Regions from separate parts of the Mus musculus genome. Here region 2 is linked to region 1. A link is a contact called in public ChIA-PET data. All regions are on one chromosome and are shown on one strand. Each heading gives the region's core, a stretch centred on a gene start, on an enhancer-like site or on the middle of the called end of the contact. The rest is flanking DNA. Distances are from core to core; before and after follow the strand shown.

Region 1 (3,054 bases), core at 305-2,804:
GATGACAGGGATGGAAGGAATGCTTTGCAGATTCAGAACTGAGACACACAGATCTCAGAGCATTGGCCTGAACCAGATTTCCTGACAGTCTGTCAAGCAAACTCCAGAGCCCCTTCTGTTTCTCGTTTCTACCAAATCTCCAAGTTCTATCAGGCCCTGGAGACAGACTTTGGGTCCTGAAGCCCTTCAATTGTTCTGTCTCACATGGCCGTGTTGACTGAAGCAAAGTCCTTTCTCTGTTCTCATCAACAATAATCTGGAGGTGTGGTTGAGGCTAGCCCATCAATGATCATCTGGATGTGTAGCCGAGGCTAGCCCACTGGGACTCTGAAGACAAAACTTTAACCCTAAACTCTAGTAATTTTACCAACTCAACCTACTAAACACCTCTATGAAAATATGTCATGCAAGCATACAGGCAGGATCCATTTCCTCTGGGCGCACATGAAGCACAGAAGCCAACAAACGAGTACTGAGAAGGCTGAAAGGGACACCACCACGTAAATGGTGTTCTCTGACTACAGAGGGTTTGAAGTGGAGATTGGTTAACAGTGGGGATTGTGAGAAATTCTCAAATAGGTAAGAATGTAAAAACACATTTCTACGTAACCCATGGGTCAAGGGAAAAAATTACATAGGAACTTAGAAAGTATTCTGATCTGAATGAGAAAACCAGGGGGCATGTATGGGGTGCAGGGGCTGGGGAGATGGCTCAGCAGTTAAGAGCAGTGACTGCTCTTGCAGGGGACCTGTGTTTGGTTCCTGGCAACTATACCAGGCAGCTCACAACCATCACCTATAACTCCAGCTCTGGGGCGATCTGCCACTTCTGGCCCCTGCGGGTACCACACATGTGGTGCACACTCCCATTCATAGTCATTCACATCCACCCTCCTTCTCTTTAAGCTTAAAAAAAAAAAAGAACTTGAGATATAGTTAACATGGTTCTTAGAGGGAGCTTATAGCTTTGAATTGCTTACATTGCTAAAGAAAAAAAAAACCCCACCCATCATCTCTGCGTGCATCTTTTTAGGAACAAAGCAGCAGAAAAGCAAAACTGAAAGAACTGTGGCTGTGAATGCCACAGAGACAAGACAGAGTCACAGGGTCTGTGTCTCCTCCTCCTGCCAGCTACCCTGAGCCCCAAGACTTCTGAGGTCTCAGAGGTGAAAAAATGCAAACAGAACTCAGGGAATGGAGCCAGGACAGACATTCACAGCCAGGATAGATATCGGAGAGCCAACGGTAGTGCTGCACGGACTGCTCAGCAATCTGTACATCAAATTAGGAGTTAATCTCCCCCCGAAAACAGAGAGCCATCGTGACAGAAAGAAATACTCTTGTACAAATTTCAGATCGGGGAATTTATCTGTCATTGTCCCCAGCACCTGCTTCACAGTGGTACTTCAATAAACACTCATTCAACAAGAGAAAGAGTCTGAGAAAACATAATTCCAGTGAGTGAGAGCCGTGGCTGAGGCTGGCAATATGCCTCATGTACTTCAGGGGAGGAAAGGTTTAAAACTGCACAGGCGACTAACCTCACCCAAAGCACACAAAGTGAGAATCTAACAGGAAAGACTGAGCCTTAGAAAGCTTTGGAGTGGTTAAGACAGTCAGCAGGCGTCCCCAAGTTCCTTCCTGGAAATCACACAACCGTTATCAATGAGACGCAGATACAAGAACCACCCGCTTCACTCTGAAATATTAACAACTGAAATTCCCAGACTCTCGAGGGCATGGCTTTGTCTCATGACCAGAGGTGACAAGCAAGAAGAGCTCTGTGGCTGAAGGAAAGTTGGCAAGTTTATTTTTGTAAAATAGTAGTAGTAGAAGTAGTAATATAATTATCGCCCAGGTGCCTAGAACACAGCTTTATCCCCTGTCAGCCAGTAGCCTAAAAGCCCATACCCTCAGTGACTCATAAAAATACAAGTAGAATACAAAGTAATAAGAAAAAAGGTTTCTGAGTAGAGTCTATCAACAAACTCACTGAGAGAAGAGAGAGGACAGAGGGAGGTGAGGGGACGGAGAGGACGAAGGAAAAGAAACTTGCAGTCAATGACTTGACCATTGCCTTAAGGAAAAGAACAAAGAAAACCACACTCAACTGAAGATGTTGCCATAGAGACGTCACTGCAATGATTCTGAAGGTGTTTGGAAACACAAAGGGCTTCAACGTCTGAAGCAATCCTGAGCAGACCAAAACTGTAGGACCAGACTGTGCGGCGGCGTCAGTACTTCCCACCAACCTACAGGAGGCGGTGAAGTGCTGGCATGAGGTTTAGCTCCAAATCCAGATAATGAAATACAACAGGAAACACACACACCTAACAGTCACTGAATTTTCAATAAATATGTCAGAGAGGTCACGGTGTTCACAGTGTTCTCTCAACACGAGCAACTGGGTTAATGAATGGGTGATGGTCGGAACTTTCACATTACCTTATACCTCGACAGAAGCTAACTCAATGGGGCATAGTCATAATGTAAAAGTTAAAAGTATGACCATTTTCAGGAGGATCACAGTGGGCAGGGCTCTCTTACATCACTAAATAATCAAGAAAAATGCACCCACATACATGTCCACAGGTCAACTGGATGGACGCAAACCTACCAACTCCGGTTCCTACTTCCAAGTACATAAGTTTGTTTCAAGTTGACAAAAACTAACCCTGACAGTCTATGGGACAGTTGTAGGAGAAGCTTAGCTGAGTTTTTCTCAATCAAGACAGGAGGAAGAACATCCAAAGGACAACAGTGTTTGCCGAACACTGATAACTGCAGCATGAAGCCAAAACAGGATATGAAGAGAAGAAGGGAAGGGAATACACCAAACCGGTGTAGAAAGCGGGACAAACCTAACAGAGCAGGGGCAGCGTCACACAGCACCACACAGCCATCTCACCCTGAAGCCAAACGCAGCCCCAAAAGCAGATTAATCTGATAACAGACACGGAAGCCTGTTTATTAATGCGGTGGAATGCACTAGGCAAGATAACCTAACAAGTAAGGGCAGCTGGGACAGAGGCCGGGCAAACAGAAAAGAGCAAA
Region 2 (3,054 bases), core at 334-2,833, 410 kb after region 1:
CTTCCCTGTTTGAGTTCCTGTCCTGACTTCCTTCAATGATGTACTACAATGTGGAAGTAAATAAGCCCTTTCCTCCCCAGCTTACTTTTGGTCATGGTGTTTCATCCCAGCAACAGAAACCCTAACTAGGACAGCAAGCTAAAAAAAAAAAAGAGAGAGAGAGAGAGAGAGAGAAAAAAAAATTTTTAAGTGGAGGTATTCTCTGTGGATAGATAAAGCTGCTCCCAGAAACACAACTTACTAAACAAATAAATAGGAAAAATAAATAGATAGATAGATAGATAGATAGATACACCCCAGTGCTGAGAGTGGGCTGTGAGTTCCCCCCAAACAATACAGGATTGCCCCTGCTTTTGGATGTCCATCAAAACTCATTCATAAGACCCTATTGCTAAAGATGCCACATGCCTTGACCACAGGTCGAGAACAAACTGGAGCTGGTTGAAAGCGTCCTCCTTGTTGGATAGTACCACGGTGTTGGATGGTGCTACTCAAGCTGCTGGGGGAGAAATGTCTTACTCAGCCACTCCCTCTGTTAAAACCAACCATCTGGGAAAGATGAGCCCATTGGCGCAATCGTGGTAAATGTGGTACCCAACTGCTTTCTGATTGGATGTGAAGTCTGCTTGACAAGAGGGACTCTCATCTGGTACTTTATACCTAACTAAAAATCAAGACTGTGGCGGTCCTAGGCCCTAGGGGCCGTACTACTACTGCTGTAGTTTTATTAAATCAACATGATGTATCTGCCAAACTGCCCTCTACCTCATTATGTTTATGCCCATAGAGCAGTGCTGTAGTCCACATGGTCAGAGAAGCCTCTTCCACCAGTACCGGGTAGTGACTGCAGAGACTGACAACTGGTTGGTGCACATAGAATAAATGGCCGTGGAATGCACCCCCATCTTGAGAATGAATATATAATCATTGATGGAGGAGGGAGAGACAATTTAGTCAGTGCTGTAGTCGCTGGTAACGTGCACATAGCTCTGTAAACAAACTTCCACCCTAGTGAAACTCAATGGATCATAGTTGGGGTGAGGGCAGGAAGGTGAGCCAGAGGAAGGAGAAAAATCATGTCACAAACTGACAACAACGAAGAATAAAATTGATTCAAACGCAAGACCTATCAAGCCTTATAGATTATATTTGGTTATGCCTCTTATGGTCCTTAGCGATAACATCGGTCTATTGCAAAGGCCACCACCTCCGTTGTCCTGCAGATTATCAGAATATAACTCCTGAATTTGAATGCTTCCTGGTAGTTAGTAAGTTTCGTTTTCTTAAGTTTCCGCTCAGTCCCAGACAGAGCGGAAACCGAAACTCGCTCACCTTTCAGAACCTGCAAGAGCATGTCAATCCCCTCCTGGTAACACACCAGAGCCTGCTGGTACCGGGACTCTGCATCCAGCTCTACTGCCCGCTTTAGTACCGCCACCGCCGCAGTGCTATCGGAATCCTGTCCCAGGCTGGACTTAGCCATCACTGTGACAACTCCTGGGCACCGCCAGCAAATTCCAAGAGCTGACCCACTGCGCTTCCAGGAAGCGCACGCGTGACGCCGCTGCGCCTGCGCTGTCTTCTATGGCGCGTTGTGAATGGGCCGGGACAAAAAAAAAAAAAAACCTTTCCCGGAACCAAAGAACCGTACGGTCTGTGACGGCAACGGCGTGGTTTGAATGTTGCACTGGGTCCACCTGCCTCTGTTCCTCTCCTTCCGGCTGCGGGGACGTTCGGAGTGGACACAGCGGTCGCCGGTGAGTGCGGTCGTGGGAGCTAGAGGCTCTCTCTGCAGTTACGAAATGACTTTCTTTCTGTTTCGAGTTGGAGGTCCCGCAGACCTATTTCTTGATCTTCTGAAAGCAGCCAGGTTGTCACTTTATTCGAGTCGTGCTGCGACGCGCGTGTCTCTGAGAGTCTCACTCGTGTAGATCTAGGTCCGAGCCATCCAAGCGTCAGTGAAATTTATTATTTTTTTTTAAGAAGGCAAAACTTGCTTAATTTTAAGATGTTGCGATTTTAGAGTGCTGAGTTTTTGGAGTTGCTGTTTATTAAAGACAGTGATTTTGCAGGCCCCTGTGATTGTCACTTGTTAAAGCAGCTGCTTTTGGTGGCTGAGAGGCCGTTATGACGGCTGCCTACTACCTTTACGTCCTGGGAATTCGAAGAAGAGAGACATTTGTTGATTTCAGAGAACGCGGTTGATTGCACGGGAAATTCAGTGTTCTGTATTTTCAGGAATGTTCACTCCTCGTTATAGATATATACCTTGACCCTTTAGAAAGAGAAATTAATTAAAGAACCACTTACGAGCTGGTGTTGTAGTTTAGGGGTAAAGAGCTGTTTACGTGCATAACCATTGTAAAAAAGCAAAACAACAACAAAACTCCAGCAAACCTTTCGGGGTGAGGGAGAGGAAAAATGGTTTTGGCAGCCTTTTGTTTTTCTGTGTATACTCATATATTAACATATTAGAAAATAGAAATAGGTTATATATCCCATGTGATAAATGGTATTTTTCAGTTTATTTTTATGTGTATGGGTGTTTTGCCTGTCATATCTACACCATGTGCGTGTAGTGCCCATGGAGGCCAGAAGATAGTCAGATCCCCTGGAACTAGATAGAGTTAAAAAAACATTTGTAAGCTTCCAGGTGGTCACCGGGAATTAAATGTGGGACCTCTGGAAGAGCAGCCAGTGCTCATAACTGCTGAGCCATGTCTCCAGCCCCATTTTTCTGGTATTTGCAACAGTACAGAGGAAAGTTGTTGTACAGTAGATGGCAGTATAATTGCTTCAAGGTCCAAAAGCTACGCACATAAGAATAATGCCTACTGTATTGAAATGAGTTGCAGCTCAGAGCACTTATATTCTGTATGCAAGGCTATGGGTTCAATCCCCAGTACCTTCCCTCACCAAAAGGAAAAACAACAACAACAAAAAGCAGTTTTGATGGTGCTGCCTGCTTATATCTGAAATTAAACTTCAGCAGAGAATCTTGAGTGCCGAAGCTGCTTTGAGAGACACATCTATGACTTGAGCAGATCCAAACCA

The links. ChIA-PET counts read pairs in DNA pulled down with a chosen protein or histone mark.
Region 2: an RNA polymerase II ChIA-PET map of effector CD8 T cells shows a contact between it and region 1, with 25 read pairs. The contact joins the promoter of Mitd1 here to the enhancer-like site in region 1. A contact is called at or near these places in 1 of 39 promoter capture datasets (cranial neural crest) and 5 of 115 datasets of contacts at active chromatin or transcription factors (bone marrow-derived dendritic cells, bone marrow-derived macrophages, effector CD8 T cells and 2 more).

The regions. Positions count from the first base shown.
Region 1 is chr1:37,477,022-37,480,075 of GRCm38.p6, forward strand. All of the region lies in intron 5 of Mgat4a (mannoside acetylglucosaminyltransferase 4, isoenzyme A), which reads right to left. Among named protein-coding and RNA genes, the nearest start is that of Gm39627, 25 kb to the right of the region's middle. Within about 2 kb of position 1,555, at least 101 of the 459 cell types and tissues checked have an H3K27ac peak or open chromatin away from gene starts, as enhancers often do. A contact at or near this core is called in bone marrow-derived dendritic cells, bone marrow-derived macrophages, effector CD8 T cells and 1 more, where this site is marked.
Region 2 is chr1:37,888,828-37,891,881 of GRCm38.p6, forward strand. It overlaps Mitd1 (MIT, microtubule interacting and transport, domain containing 1), which reads right to left and starts at 1,584. Exons shown (of 7, transcript NM_026913.3): 1 at 1,333-1,584. The coding sequence starts at 1,483. It overlaps Mrpl30 (mitochondrial ribosomal protein L30), which reads left to right and starts at 1,650. Exons shown (of 6, transcript NM_027098.3): 1 at 1,650-1,757.